3 separate regions of the Mus musculus genome follow, and all the other regions are linked to region 2. A link is a contact called in public HiChIP or PLAC-seq data. All regions are on one chromosome and are shown on one strand. The core of a region is the stretch at or near the end of the contact, and the rest is flanking DNA. Distances in the headings are between cores, read along the strand shown. Region 1 overlaps Tjap1 (tight junction associated protein 1). Region 2 has its middle 7.9 kb from the start of Mymx. Region 3 holds the start of Xpo5 (exportin 5).

Region 1 (4,501 bases), core at 621-3,120, 660 kb before region 2:
CCACTGTTGGGTCAGCCAGGGGTTCTGCTTGGGCACAGCTCCTTTAGTATAGACCTAGCAAGCAAGCTGTGGCCTCTATCCTGAGTCACCTGGTCCTGACTCCTAGGGACCAGGGAGGGACAGGGAGTAGAATTCTTCCCTGTTTGTTGCCAGATCTTCCTCAGAGAATCTCCTTGGCGAATAGAGGCCACGAGGCTGGCCTTGGCCGTGGCTTGCTAGTGATGACCCAAGGACCCTTCTCAGCTCAGGGCTGAACTCTGGAAAACGTTTAGGTAGAGTTATGCTCAGTCGACGCAGCAACTGGTAGCTGAGGCTCCTGGTGTAAGTGCTCTGATGGCTTCTAACTCACCGTGTTATCCTCTCCCAGCTGGGGACCACCAGGTCCAAATGGACCTTGTTCTTCCCAGGCCTGTCCTATAGTCCAGGGTAGTGATGCTAGGCCCATAGTCTGTCCAGTGCGGTCCCTCACGGGCAAGATCCAGGGAAGTCAGTAGATTGTGGAAATGGAAGCAGAGGTTCAGGTGTCCCAACATGCCCTGATATTTATGGACCTGGGACAGGGAGTGGCACAGATCTGCCTCGAGGTGTGGGGTTGGGGAACCCAGTAGGTTCTCAGTGTTCTCAGTGGATCACCCCTGCTTCTCTAGTCAGGAATGTTTCTCCCCTCGTGACACTGCTAGAAGTAACCTTTCACCCCACCTCCATCCTTAGAGTCTCATCTGCTCTTTGTGTCCTCGCCACACCCACACCATCCCCCAACCCAGACATCTGTTTGATTGCCTCTAGCCTCAGAGAAGAAAAAATGTGCTCATAGTTGCAGCCCTGACTTACCGTCACGGCAGGGCAAGCTATAGGATATGGCACCTCAGTGAGGCATGTCTGCCCACATATAGAATTACCCTGAAAGTGTCTCAGTCCGCCCTGCCTGTCCACTGTTGTCACAAGTGCCCTGGTCCCTAGAAGAGAATGCGAGCCTTGGCAGGAGTTGGGTAGGTAAGTAAAACAGGCTAAGGTGGCAAATCACACCAGGGAGCCTGCCAAGTGAAGGGTTCCTCTGCCTTCTGGAACAGACAAACAAAAAGTGCCATCGAGAGCTGGCCCTGTGGGGAGAAGGCCAGCTCCTGGAAGCTCCCATCAGTTTCTAGAAGCTTTGCCTGGCTCCTCTTTAGTCAACGGCCTTGGTCCTACCTGGTTTCCCAGGCATACACACCCACACATCCACACCTTCAAATGTTAGGCCCTGGTTAACCTACAGTGCTCTGGGACTTTTCTAGGTCCCCTCCCTCAGGCCACAGGAGTCTCTGTGGTTAGATCCCTACTCCAGGTTGAGCACCTACTGGGGCGAGGCCCTCTGGAGGACAGCCCCTGTGGTTGTATGTTGTTTGTTCTCTCACCCCAGGAATGTGGTGTCCTTTCTGGCCCTCCCAGATTCCTGTGCAGGGAGTCAGCCTGACAGCATGCTGCTTGTGCCCTGTGGGGACACGTTCTGCCTCCTGTCAACGGGGCGGAGGCTGGTGGCTCGTGCTTCACTATTACAAGCTCTCCCCCAAATCCAGGCCAGGAACCTTAGAGAGGAGAGTCCTACTCCTGCTTCCCCGCCCTCCTCTGCCCCCACCCTGCTGCCCCAGGCCTGCTGGAATGTGACAGGAGTCATGGCCAGGGCATGTCCCAACAGTAGGAACACATGCTTTAGCCCGCAAGACCGCCTTCAGCCCCCAGCTCTGTAGCTCTGTTTGGGTTGATGGGGGTAGGAAGAGGTTTGTATTTTTTTTTTTTAAATGCTCAGAAAGCCACCTAGGGTTACTGTTTGCACTGATCACTGGCGGCTGCTGCCCCCATGCGGCAGCCCAGCTTATTACAGGTACGCCTCAATCCCGGGAAGCTGAGGGGACTTGGCAGCTCACTTGGCCCAGCCATTGGCAGTGGTGTGTGTAGAGCAGGCTTTGGCAGTGGGGAGCACGTTATCCAAGCGCTTGGAGATGCTGGAGCAGCCTTGGGCCTCAGCTCCCCGGGCTCGGGGTTAAATGTTTTCTCTTTTGAGCGTGTGTCGGTACTTACTTAAGCACAGTGTGCTTGTGGAGGTCATCAGGCTTTGCAGCAAGCATCGTTACCTACTGAGCCTTCTTGCCAGCCCCCCACAGTTACGGTTTATAGACTAGCGGTTCTCGGCCTCAGGGCTGGTGACCTTTGCCTTGCCACCTCCGGTATGCTGGCTGCCCTGTGTGTGGTAGGTTTAGTCGATATTCTGACTTTGACTCACCGGTAGTACCTCCCCATCTGCAGATTGTGAAAATTAAAAATGTCTCTAGACATTTGCCTGTTAACCCTGGGAGAAGCAGGGGGTAAACTCACCCTGGTTGAGAATCACTGCTCTGAACTGCTGAGGTTTGGATTTTGTTTCTCGGGTCTGCCTTCGCTCATTGGCAAGTTTATTGTACACTGTGGTACACAGAAATGGTCTCTGGGCTCATTTAGTCATTGCTAGGGGGTCTGCCGTACCATCGTCATCTTGCTCCTTTGCCAGGCCCTTTGTAGTCTCATTTGTAGTCTGCATTCCCCAGGATTCCCAGCTCTCTGTAGACTCTGAGAAGCCTAGGAGTGAATGGGACACAGACCAGTACCGGCCTATTCCAGAGCAGGGTATGTGCTGAGCGGAGGCAGCGTACGAAGTACATACATAAACACGCAGGCGTTGTTAGGGGAAGCCAGGTACTCGTTAATGCTAGCTGGTTTCCTTTTTGAGTTGATTTCACTTCATAAAGCAGGCTACTCTCAGACTATTGATCTTCCTACCTCTGTCGCTTGCTCCTAAGACCCACTGTGCTGTGGTCTCTTTGCTTACTGTTTTCTGGGAGCCTTCAGGTCCCAGACTGGACAGGCAGGCAGCTGACACCGGGTTTCCACTTTCTCCCCTTCTCTGGTTTCAGGAGCTCTTGGCTAGAGGAAGTAGAGGGGCCGTGGGATGTGGAGAGCCGAAGGCTGATTCCAGGAGAGCAGAACAGAGAGCTGCCAGCGAACAGACGGTATGTCCCGATGAGGCCTGCATTCTATACTTTGTTCTCTTCTGGGAGGCTGGTAGGTGAGCAGCCATATAGGTGCTCTCTTCCAGTGGGAGCCAGCACAGAAAGGAGGTGTGGCCAAAGGGGCTTGGCCTTTGTTGGCAGTGTCCAGAGAGCACTCTCAAGCTTGGAGACCCTTATCCAGGAGCCTGGGCTGGGTCGCTATCCCCAGACTTAGAAGATTTGTTCACAATTTATGGAAGGAAAACCTGAACTTAACATTGCCTAGTGCTGAGCACTGTTTTTGTTTTAGACAGTCTCGCTATGTAGCCCAGGCTGGCATCTGCCTTCCCAGTGCTTTAGATTGCAACTGTGTGTCACTGGCAGTGTCTCTCTGTTTGTTTGTTGAGGCAGAGTTCCAGTGTGTAGGATTGGCCTGAGGTGCACTGTAGACCAGTCCTGGAGCTTCCAGAGGTCCACTCTGCCGGCCTAATGTGGCAGTGCCCTTGTGGACCAATGGAGTCTGCACAGCAGCCTAGGAACTGCTGCTGCTTATACCCTCACCTACTTGAGCAAGATGGATGCTGTGCAGCTCTCTGCCTACAAGGGACAGTGTGGGCTGCTGTTGAGTCTCTCCACCCCACTTAGCCAAGTGTGCTCCTCCTGGGGCCCAGCTGGGAGCCCTTCTCACCTGTCTGTTCTCCATTGGATTCTAGCCCTCATCTCCAGCACTCCCCTGATCCATCCGGCCTGACTCACCAGAGAGCAGCCCTCTAATGACCCAGCGGTAGCTCAGGTCTATCTGCCTGTGGGGTCAGTACACATCCCTGGTCATCTTTGAATGTTCAGGCCAGAGACACCTTAGAACGCCTCTCGTTAGTTTATTTTCTGTGTGAGGAAGTGGGTAGGCACGGGTTGCATGTGCCATAGTGCCACTGTAGAGAAAGGGATGGCGGGGGGGTTCAGTTGTCTCCTAATGTAGGATCTGCTCCTAAGGTGGTCAGGAGCAGGAGGTGCCTAACCCACCGAGCCATCTCAGTGGCCCTTCCAAGGCTCGAGACTACACCTCTGAGCCTGTCTCTGCTTCTCTCAGCAGGAGACGAGCCCATACCTTCCAGGATGAGCAGTGCTGCCCCTGCTAAGAAACCTTACCGTAAGGCGCCTCCAGAGCACCGAGAGCTACGCCTGGAGATTCCCGTGTCCCGGCTCGAGCAAGAGGTCAGCAAGGCTGGGGTCTGGCCCTGGCTGGCAGAAGCAGGCCCCTGAAGGTGTCTGTCAGCTGGCCTCTCAGGCCTGAGGTGCTGGGCATGGGTTAAGGCGAGAGACTCACATTGCTGATAGAGCTGTAGTTGTGCTTGGGGGTGGGGGTGGGGGGCTGTGTGTATGTGTTCACACGTCAGGGAGCATTAGTCTTTGCAGCTCAACAGAACTGTCACAGCCAGTCCCAGGTGCTGGTGGAGGAAAGGCGTCCAGCTTTGGCCTCTAAGGAGGCAGTGCTCTAA
Region 2 (4,301 bases), core at 394-2,893:
AGTACAAACCAGACCCTTTGTTAGTGATGGTGTTAGGGTAAGTCTGAGGCCTGGGAGCCCTAACGGGCTGTCCTTAGTCACTAGTCTCCAAGAGGCCAAGTATAAACATGATCGATTAACAATAAAAAGCTAAGTAAAGAAGGGTGTGTTCAATGTGTCCACATGTTGAAGGAGGGAAAAGAAACCCAGAGGACCAGTTAGCTCCCAAGTCCATGGTCATGGTTCCTGGCATGACTTTAAGTTTAAAACAGAAAGTGTTCTAGCTTGCTTTCTACTGCTATGATAAACACTATGACCAGAAGCAATGTTTAGAGGAGTTTACATCATCTTACAGCTTCTAGTTTATCATGGAGAGAAATCAGGACAGGACCTGGAGATAGAAATTGAAGCAGAGGCCATGGAGGAATGTTGCCTAATGGCTCACTCTTTAGGTTCGACTCCAGCTACCTTTCTAGGATACTACTATTTATTATATATATATATGAGTACACTGTCGCTGTCTTCAGACACCCCAGAAGAGGTCATCAGATCCCATTACAGGTGGTTGTGAGCCACCATGTGGTTGCTGGGAATTTAACTCAGGACCTCTGGAAGAGTGGCCAGTGCTCTTAACCTCTGAGCCATCTCTCCAGCCCACAGGCATTTTCTTAATTGAGGATCTCTCGTCCCAGATATGTCTACATTTGTGACAAGTTATCAAAACCAAAGCCACATAGAAGGACAAAAGAATGCACACTTGAGCAGCCCTGGCAAAGGTCCGCCCTAGACCTCTCATTGTCTGAGCTCCATGCTGTCTTTCTGGTGATCTGAGGAGTTGTCAGAACTGTGTGGAATCTCTGGGGAGATGGGGCAGGGGTGCCTCTTGATAGCCTCAGTCTTTTGTCCCTCCCAGCCTGGTTGGGGGTCCGTTATCGCAATAGTTTGATAGTCAAAGGGAGGGTCTCTTTAGAAGATATTTTCTCCTGCCAGGAAGATTACACCACTGTGCGAGGCTCAGCCAGGAGCTGGAAGAAACTGGTTTCTGCCAGCATTTATTTTTTCCAATTTAATTTTATTTTTTCTTACTTATTCACTTTACATTCTGCTCACTGTTCCCCTCCTAGTCAGCCCCTCCCACAATCCTTCCTCCATCTCCCCTCCCCCTTCTCCTCTGAGCTGGTTGGGGCCCTTGGGTAGCCCCTCACCCTGGCACTTCAAGTCTCTGTGAGGCTAGGTGCTTCCTTTCCCACTGAGGCCAGACAAACAGCCCAGCTAGTGGAACATATCCCACACACAAACAATAGCTTTTTGGATAGCCCCGATTCCAGTTGTTCAGGACCCAATGAAGACCAAGCTGCACATCTGCTACATATATGCAGGGAGGCCTGGGTCCAGCCCATACAGGTTCTTTGGTTGTTGGTTCAGTCCCTGAGAGCCTCAAGGGTCCAGATTAGTCGGCTCTGTTGATCTTCCTATGGAGTTCCTATCCCCTTCAGGGCCCCACAATCCTTCTTCCTATTCTTCCATAAGAGTCCCCAAGCTCCATCCACTGTTTGGCTGTGGGTGTCTGTATCTGTCTGAGTCAGCTGCTGGGTGGAGCCTCTCAGAGGACAACATGCTCCTGGCAACAAGCATAACAGACTATCGTGAATAGTGTCAGGGACTGGTGCTTGCCGGTGGATGGGTCTTAAGGCAGTGTTCTTACCAGCAACGAAAATGCTAGAGGCAGGCTAAGGGGATCCAGTAGGGAAGGTTACTGCTGAACAGAAGAGAAGGAGGTGCACAGGGAAGTTAAGCCCAGGATGGGGTGGAGAGAGACAGAGGATGAAGATTAAACACATTCCTCAGACACAGCCACTGTCTTTCCTTGCCCCACCCCCCTGCTTGATTTTCTCATTGTTGCTAGACACAAAAGCCTGTTTCCTCTCTGGGTCTCCCCAGCCCAGGGACTTGGAGCTACTCCATAGTTGCTTGAGACAGGAATTGGGAAGATATATATATATATATATATATATATATATATATATATATATAGCCAGCTATGAAAGCTGAGGTTGGAAAAGGCGCAGTGTGACTTACTGTGTTGTGTACGTGGTCGGGGGTGGGGGGCAGTGTCACAGCATTCATAGGTATTACGCTTCGGGGCTCTTTGTATTTTGGGGGTTCCCAGAGGGAGTTTTCCAAGCCTGCTTTTTGTTCACGTTGTTCTGTTGCGGTTATTAACTGGCCTGGCAAAAATGAAGATATTCTAATGAAACACTCGTGTCTCTCAATTTAACAAACTTCTAAAGCAATAGAGACTAAAGAAATGAAAGATTTCCCAGCAGCCTGTAAGCTGCCATATCCAACTTGGATCTTTTTAATTGTCCCGCCTTTTTTTTTTTTTTTTAATTCCAGTGTCACCCAAACCAGGAGCTTCTCTCTGGAAGCCCCGCAAACCGAGGCTGGAGGGACCTGATCGAAAATCTGGAGAGATAACGAACCACACTGCGTTGACCTTGGTGCCACGTGGTTCCCAAAGCGCGACCAGAAACAATTTGGGAAACAAGCTTTGAGCCCAGCATTGAGGATCTTCTCAACTAGTTGAGCCCCCTAAACTTAGAAACTAGCTCATCGTGAACTACAGTTTTGTTTTGTTTTGTTTTTTTTCTAGACAGGGTTTCTCGGTGTGCCTCTGGCTGTCCTGGAACTCGCTCTGTAGACCAGGCTGACTTGGAATTCACAAAGTTCACCTGTCTCTCTGCCTTAGGACTGCTGGGATAAAAGGCTAGCCCCACAACCACCAGGTTTACCCCAGTTTGTTGTTATTGTTGTTGTTTATTTTTATTTTTATTTTTCGAGACAGGGTTTCTCTGTGTAGCCCTGGCTGTCCTGGAACTTACTCTGTAGACCAGGTTGGCCTCAAACTCAGAAATCTGCCTGCCTCTGCCTCCCAAGTGCTGGGATTAAAGGTGTGCGCCACCACATCCAGCTGTTTATATTTTTTATAGGTTGGTGATGTTAATGTTTGAGAACCTTTTAAATTTTTTATTTTTATTTTATTACCGAGGCTGGTCTTGAACTCATGAAATCACCACATGACACCAGCAGCCCTTAAGCTCTGATCCTCTGCCTTCAGCTCTGGAATGCTGAGATTACAGCCATGCATTGCTACACTTGTTCTAGCTTTCCTTTCCATAGCCAGAAATGCTTTATCTTGGATTACGGCATAATCTCCAGACCCAGCTTCGGGAATGTGAAACTTTAAAATATATATATTATTTTATAAGCTTATACATGTACACAGTGTATCTTAACCATAAATATCTCTAACAATTCTCCCTTACTCTCCCAGACACCCCTCAACAATCCTCTTCCATCTTTTTTGGTTTTATTTTTGTTTTTTTGTGTCATCTCTTGAGTTTGGATAGTGCTGCCTGCTGCAATGTTGACTGATGTCATCAGCTCGAACTGTGCAGGTCTTGTGCAATTGGTAAGTTTAGTACAAAGCCATGTCATGAGAGAAGACAACATTGCACAACGCTCCTTCTCATCCTTTCCACCTTCTGCTCCATGTGATGTTCCCTGAGTTCCGAGGGGAGTAAATAGCTGATGAGTTAGGAGTCTCTGCTTTGGGCTAGGAGATGGCTCAGGGGTTAAGAGCACTGTATGATTTTCCAGAGGTCATGAGTTCGATTCCCAGTAACCATCTGTAATGGGATTCGATGCCCTCTCTTCACAATAAACAAACAAACAAACAAACAAACAAACAAACAAATAGTCCCTGCTTTAACTGTTGCTTATTGAAGAAAAAAAGCTTAGGGTTAGAGAGAGGGTTCAGCGGTTAAGAGCAGTGGCTCTTCCGGGGGCTGGAGAGATGGCTCAGTGGTTAAGAGCACAGACTGCTCTTCCAAAGGTCCTGAGTTCAAATCCCAGCAACCACATGGTGGCTCACAACCATCTGTAATGAGATCGGATGTCCTTGTCTGGAGTGTTGAAGACAGCTACAGTGTACTTACATATAATAAATAAAAATTAAAATAAAAAAAGAAATTATCTTTAAACTGACCAGAGAGGTAGTCACTACAGCTTCCCTTTGGCAAATGACCCTCCCTTCAACTTTAAAAAAAAAAAAAAAAAAGAGCAGTGGCTCTACCTAGAGGTCCTGAGTTCAATTCCCAGCAGTCACATGGTGGCTCACAACCATCCGTACCATTTTCTGGTGTGTCTGAAGACAGGGTACTTGTCTATTTGTATAACCATAAATATTTATAAGGTGGTTTGGCAGTTGTAAGTTTCCCAGGAAGGCCTACGACCTTCAGAGCCGTCTTACAACCTTCATA
Region 3 (4,870 bases), core at 2,110-4,609, 590 kb before region 2:
TTTATGACTCGGTGCAAAGTAGTGGCCCCATGGTTGTTACAAGTCTTACGGAGGAGCTGAAGAAGCTTGCAAAACAGGGGTGGTACTGGGGCCCCATCACACGCTGGGAGGCAGAGGGGAAGTTGGCAAACGTGCCAGATGGTTCTTTTCTTGTTAGGGATAGTTCTGATGACCGTTACCTTTTAAGCCTGAGCTTTCGTTCCCATGGTAAAACACTTCACACTAGAATTGAGCACTCAAATGGTAGATTCAGCTTTTATGAACAGCCAGATGTGGAAGGGCATACATCTATAGTTGACTTAATCGAGCATTCAATCATTCAATTTCTGAGTTCGAGGCCAGCCTGGTCTACAGAGTGAGTTCCAGAAAAATCAGAAAAAACCAAAAACCAACCAAACCAACCAAACAACCAAACAAAAAAACCTTTAAAGGAGGCAGAGGCAGGCGGATTTCTGAGTTCGAGGCCAGCCTGGTCTACAAAGTGAGGTCCAGGACAGCCAGGGCTACACAGAGAAACCCTGTCTCAAAAAACAAACAAACAAACACCTTTAAAAAAAGGAAATGATACTTCTGAGGATGGAGAGATGTCTGAGCGGTTAGGAGGACCTGAGTTTGGTTCCCAGCACCCTTGTTGGGCAGCACAGAAACACCTTTAATCTCCAGTGCTTTGTATCTGCACTCACAAGCACATACCCACACAAGTACACATTCATGAAATATAATAAAACCTTAAAGATTCTTGGTGCCAGAAAGATGGCTCCGAGGTTAGCAGCACCTGCTGCTTTTGCAGAGAACCCGAGTTTGGCTGTGACTCGGGTTACACCTGTGACTCCAGCCTCTGTAGGCACCAAGTACATACATGATGCGCATATACATATATATACATGTACATATGTGCCTGTGTGTGTATACACACACACACATATATAAAGTGTATTACTTAGCATTTATATGGGATTTATGTCACAAATTAGCATTTCCCCATCTAGCCATCTATAATAATATACAACTACTTTTCAAAAACAAACCAAAAAAGGTTTTCTGTTTCTTTTTAAAATTTGGCTCTTGAGACAAAGTTTCACTTTGTAGCCCACTATATTAGAACTATGTAGCCTAAGAGCGCTTGAACTTATGGCCATCTTCCTGCTTCAGTTCCTCAGTGCTAAGCATTATAAATGCGACCCACCATGCCTGGCTTGTTGAATACTTAGTATGTGTAACACGCTTTATAGATGTCTTAACTGAAGAAAGACTCAACATCCCGAGTTCTCGCCACATGTTAGTGATCATCCTGTTCATTTCTAGTCACTGGGGAAAGCACCTGTGTGGTCATGAAAGGGTTAACAAGCTACTCTTCTACAGGCTCCAATGGTGGTACCTAAGACTTCCTTACTTGACAACATGCTCCAGGATCTGAAGGCCAAAATGTCTGACGATGGCAATTTGTGTTTTTTCAGCCAACTTCAAGCCACATGGAACACAGATAGGGCATTTTTCTTTAAACTCTTCACAAAACTGAAAGAAGAAACATTAATATTTCCATGGGGAGGCATGAGAGAACAGAGACTAAAAATCCTAAGAAAGGTCCAACCTTATCTGATTTTGTGTGGAACTGGGAACCGAACTGTTCACATGCAAGGCTATCACGACCACACTACATTCTCAGTTTTCTCCCTTTGGTGGGTGTGTGTGTGCGTGCGTGCAGTGTTTTCACACAGATGTTCATGGATGATGGAGCTGCACATTTGAGTGGAAGGCAGAAGCTGAAGTTGAATGTCTTTCTCTCTGCTGTTTTGAGAACCCAGAGCTCAGGATTTGCCTAGACGGGCTGGTGAGTCCACTCAGGGATTTATTTTATCAGTCTCTTCCTCCCCTCCACCTGGATTCCAGTCCTCAGCCATAAACAGGCACCAAAAGCTCCACCCTCTATGCCATCTCCCAGGGCTCTTCTGCTTACTTTGTCTGAGAGAGGAGGTCTTACTAAGTCACTCTGATAGCTGCCTGACTTTGTATCCCCTGCCTTAGTCTTCCCAGTAGCAGGGGTTACCTGCTGTCCTTTTAGCTGTATTTTTAAGATGCGAAAATCTAGATTAGTAATACTGACACTCTCCATTTAGATATTAGTCATGTTAATACTAAACTGGATCTAAGAGAGTACAAAAAAAAATGCTAGAGATATACCCATACAAGTTGAATGTCAACCCCTAGAATTAGCTTTCAAAACTAAGGGTGCCAGGAGGAGTCAGTGAACAAGCAAATCTGTGTATCATCTGAGTTTAGGTCACAGGCCTATTCGGGATCACTCTGGTGCTCTGTTTCTTTGCCTATGTAAAATTCTTCACAATCAAAGACAAAGCAAACAGAGTTGTTTGATTCCAAATCCTGTGCCACATACATCTATATGTTGGCGCTTACTCTAATAGAGAGAAGCTCTGTTGAAGGTATTAGCGTTCCCAAATAGCAAAAGCTGAACTAGACCCTGGCGCAGAGAGCACCCGGGACGCAAGAGAATTACTTCCAGGAAACCAAAGTGCCCCGGTGCAAATAAATGCAAAGCCGGTGGTAAAGCTCGTCTTCGCGCAAAAACAGCCGGAGACTATCTCACAGGTATAAACGAGGAAGGAGCGTCACAAATTAGCCCAGAGATGGCCAAGACTCGAAAGATAGAGGTATGTAAGGATGTAAGAAAATGGACACACGGGGATCTAGAATCAGCACAAGTCTGGAGTGATCAGCAGGGAAGAATGAAGGTGGCACTGGGGCAGGAATTTGCACGTGCGCTCCCGGAACGCCAGGGAATGTGGGGTTTGCCCCGGCGTCAGAGCCGGCACAGCCTGCGTGGGTGGAGACCGCGGTGTGATCTAGAGTGAAGAGAAGTGAGGAGTGGGCAAAAAAGCCACTGAGACATGGCGAGGAGATGTGCAACAGTTAGGGACCCTTGCGTGTGATGCAAAGGCAAGCGCGCAGGCAAGAAAAGACTCAAGTGGGAGGAGGTGAGGGCCGCGACCAGAAGCCACCCTCCCCACGGGCAGTGGGAAGATCAAAGGCCGCATAGGCAGGAGACAAACTGAGTTTGGAGAGGCCGTGAGGGAAGCCTGGGATAGGGTTCTCGGGGCAGGCCCAGGCCGCCAGGACCCCAGCTACCTTGAGGGCTTCCAGCCGGTAGCGCTGGGTAGAGCTGGGGTCCATCATGACCGTCACCGCTTTCACTAGCTCCTCGCACAGCGCGTTCACTTGCTCCATCTCCATGGCTAGAGCCGGGAACCCCACCGGCGTCCCGGGAGCACGAGGTTACGCACAGTTCCCCTGGCGGGACCACACGTTGATACCGGGCCGCGGCGGGCTGGGGGTGGGGAAACGGGAGGGAGGAGCGTGAGTCCCAGAAGTTGGAGCTGGGAAGAACCCAGCGCTGCGCATGCGCCGGAGCCGCCACGGCGCATGCGCGCGCGGAAGTGGCCGCTTCGGGTGACGGCCGCGCCTGGCGGGGCGGGGCTGGGGAACGGAAGTTCCGCGGTGCGCAGGCGCGTCAACCGTCCCTCGCGGCGCGCGCGGTGCTGAACTCCAAATTTCCTCTGGGCTTGCTGTGGGGCGTAAACCTGCAGGCTGGAAGGGCTGTTGGCTCGGCGGGAGCCTAGGGCTACCTACTCGGATCTGTGTTATCAGATTACACTCACTTGCTCCTGGGAAGGCGACGACGACATCTAGACGCTGTCATTGGACTCCGCCCGGAGCCCGCAGCTTCGCTCTTGGCAGTTTTGACAGGTGTCGCCTTGGTAAGGACATTAAAACACGGCTCGGGATCGCTATATCGGATGGCTTTTGAAGCCTTGGCTGTCGCTTTTACTTGGGGGTGACTGGGCCGAAATGAAAAGCATGCTTACTGGGAGAGAAGGCTCTAAGAGTGTCTCTAAGGAGAGTTTTCTTGTAGAAAGAGTTTTTCTTGTAATTTTTAAACCTTCCTCTTCACTGGTCCATATTTTCTCGTGCGTCTTACTACACGACCGACTCCCAAACGTGCTTTTGTACAGAATGGGATGAACTGAGATGTTGGAAAACGCATCCCAACTATACCTCTGGGAGGCTGAGGCAGGAGGATTGCTTCCAGTTTGAGGCCAGACTGAGCTGCAAAGTGAGACCCTGCCTCACGAAACAAAACCCATCCCAAATTTACGTAGTCTTTTACGTTTTGGCATTGTGCAGACTTTGCCAATACATAAAAGTACGAAAGGAACACATAAAAGACTTAAGGCTGTATCATCTCTTATCCTGCATATGTTTTAGGAGGTGTTTTTCCACTTAGTAAATTGTTGCCCTTAAATCACAGCTTCGCTTCCAGTTTTACCTCTGATATTTATATTGAATATGGTACTTATCCTGTATTGATTGCGACAATACATTTGCCACCTTCTAGCTTTATCTGTTCCAGTACTACAGAAAAGCCACGCCAGAGCACAAGGACGCCTGACTTAAGTGTAAAAGGTTTCTAAACGTACGATCATTTTGTTTTAGGTGAGGGGCGAGATTTGTAAGGTGTTAATGCTTTGAACATTCAGTATCTTCTTAATTATTTTCTTTACAGTAATTTTGCAGCTTTGTAGTAGTAGTTGCTTGGCACTGTTTTCAATGTGATTGTTTATTTGAAAAATAACTGTTTAAAGTTACAGTTGGGTGCTAGCTCACTCATCTGTATAACCTGTTTCTTGTATTTAAATCATGAATTTCCTGTGTTTCTGTAAAGTATTATTTGTGATAGGCCATTGGTATGCAAAGCTACTGCACATTGGAATTGTCTCGAGAGCCTTTAAGACTGTCTGCGTCATCTCAGCGTTTGGTGGGAGGAGCAAGCAGCTCGGGGCTCATCCTTGGATGC

Evidence for each region. HiChIP or PLAC-seq counts read pairs in DNA pulled down with a chosen protein or histone mark.
Region 1: a contact with region 2 is called in a FOXA1 HiChIP or PLAC-seq map of pancreatic cancer cells. The contact joins two enhancer-like sites. A contact is called at or near these places in 7 of 39 promoter capture datasets (the HPC-7 cell line, hematopoietic stem and progenitor cells, hippocampal neurons and 3 more), 2 of 115 datasets of contacts at active chromatin or transcription factors (fetal liver and pancreatic cancer cells) and 1 of 9 other capture datasets (pancreatic islet).
Region 3: a contact with region 2 is called in a FOXA1 HiChIP or PLAC-seq map of pancreatic cancer cells. The contact joins the promoter of Xpo5 here to the enhancer-like site in region 2. A contact is called at or near these places in 6 of 39 promoter capture datasets (the C10 cell line, the SN4741 cell line, hematopoietic stem and progenitor cells and 3 more) and 5 of 115 datasets of contacts at active chromatin or transcription factors (the 230-238 cell line, embryonic midbrain, fibro-adipogenic progenitors and 2 more).

The regions. Positions count from the first base shown.
Region 1 is chr17:46,263,405-46,267,905 of GRCm38.p6, reverse strand. It overlaps Tjap1 (tight junction associated protein 1), which reads left to right. Exons shown (of 10, transcript NM_001252474.1): 3 at 2,928-3,023; 4 at 4,096-4,217. The coding sequence starts at 4,119. Among named protein-coding and RNA genes, the nearest start is that of Lrrc73, 11 kb to the right of the region's middle. Within about 2 kb of position 1,870, at least 119 of the 459 cell types and tissues checked have an H3K27ac peak or open chromatin away from gene starts, as enhancers often do. A contact at or near this core is called in pancreatic cancer cells, where this site is marked.
Region 2 is chr17:45,607,768-45,612,068 of GRCm38.p6, reverse strand. No RefSeq gene overlaps it. Among named protein-coding and RNA genes, the nearest start is that of Mymx, 7.9 kb to the right of the region's middle. Within about 2 kb of position 1,643, at least 73 of the 459 cell types and tissues checked have an H3K27ac peak or open chromatin away from gene starts, as enhancers often do. A contact at or near this core is called in the SN4741 cell line, fibro-adipogenic progenitors, pancreatic cancer cells and 1 more, where this site is marked.
Region 3 is chr17:46,201,300-46,206,169 of GRCm38.p6, reverse strand. It overlaps Xpo5 (exportin 5), which reads right to left and starts at 3,359. Exons shown (of 32, transcript NM_028198.3): 1 at 3,145-3,359; 2 at 1,394-1,515. The coding sequence starts at 3,249. It overlaps Polh (polymerase (DNA directed), eta (RAD 30 related)), which reads left to right and starts at 3,529. Exons shown (of 11, transcript NM_030715.4): 1 at 3,529-3,773.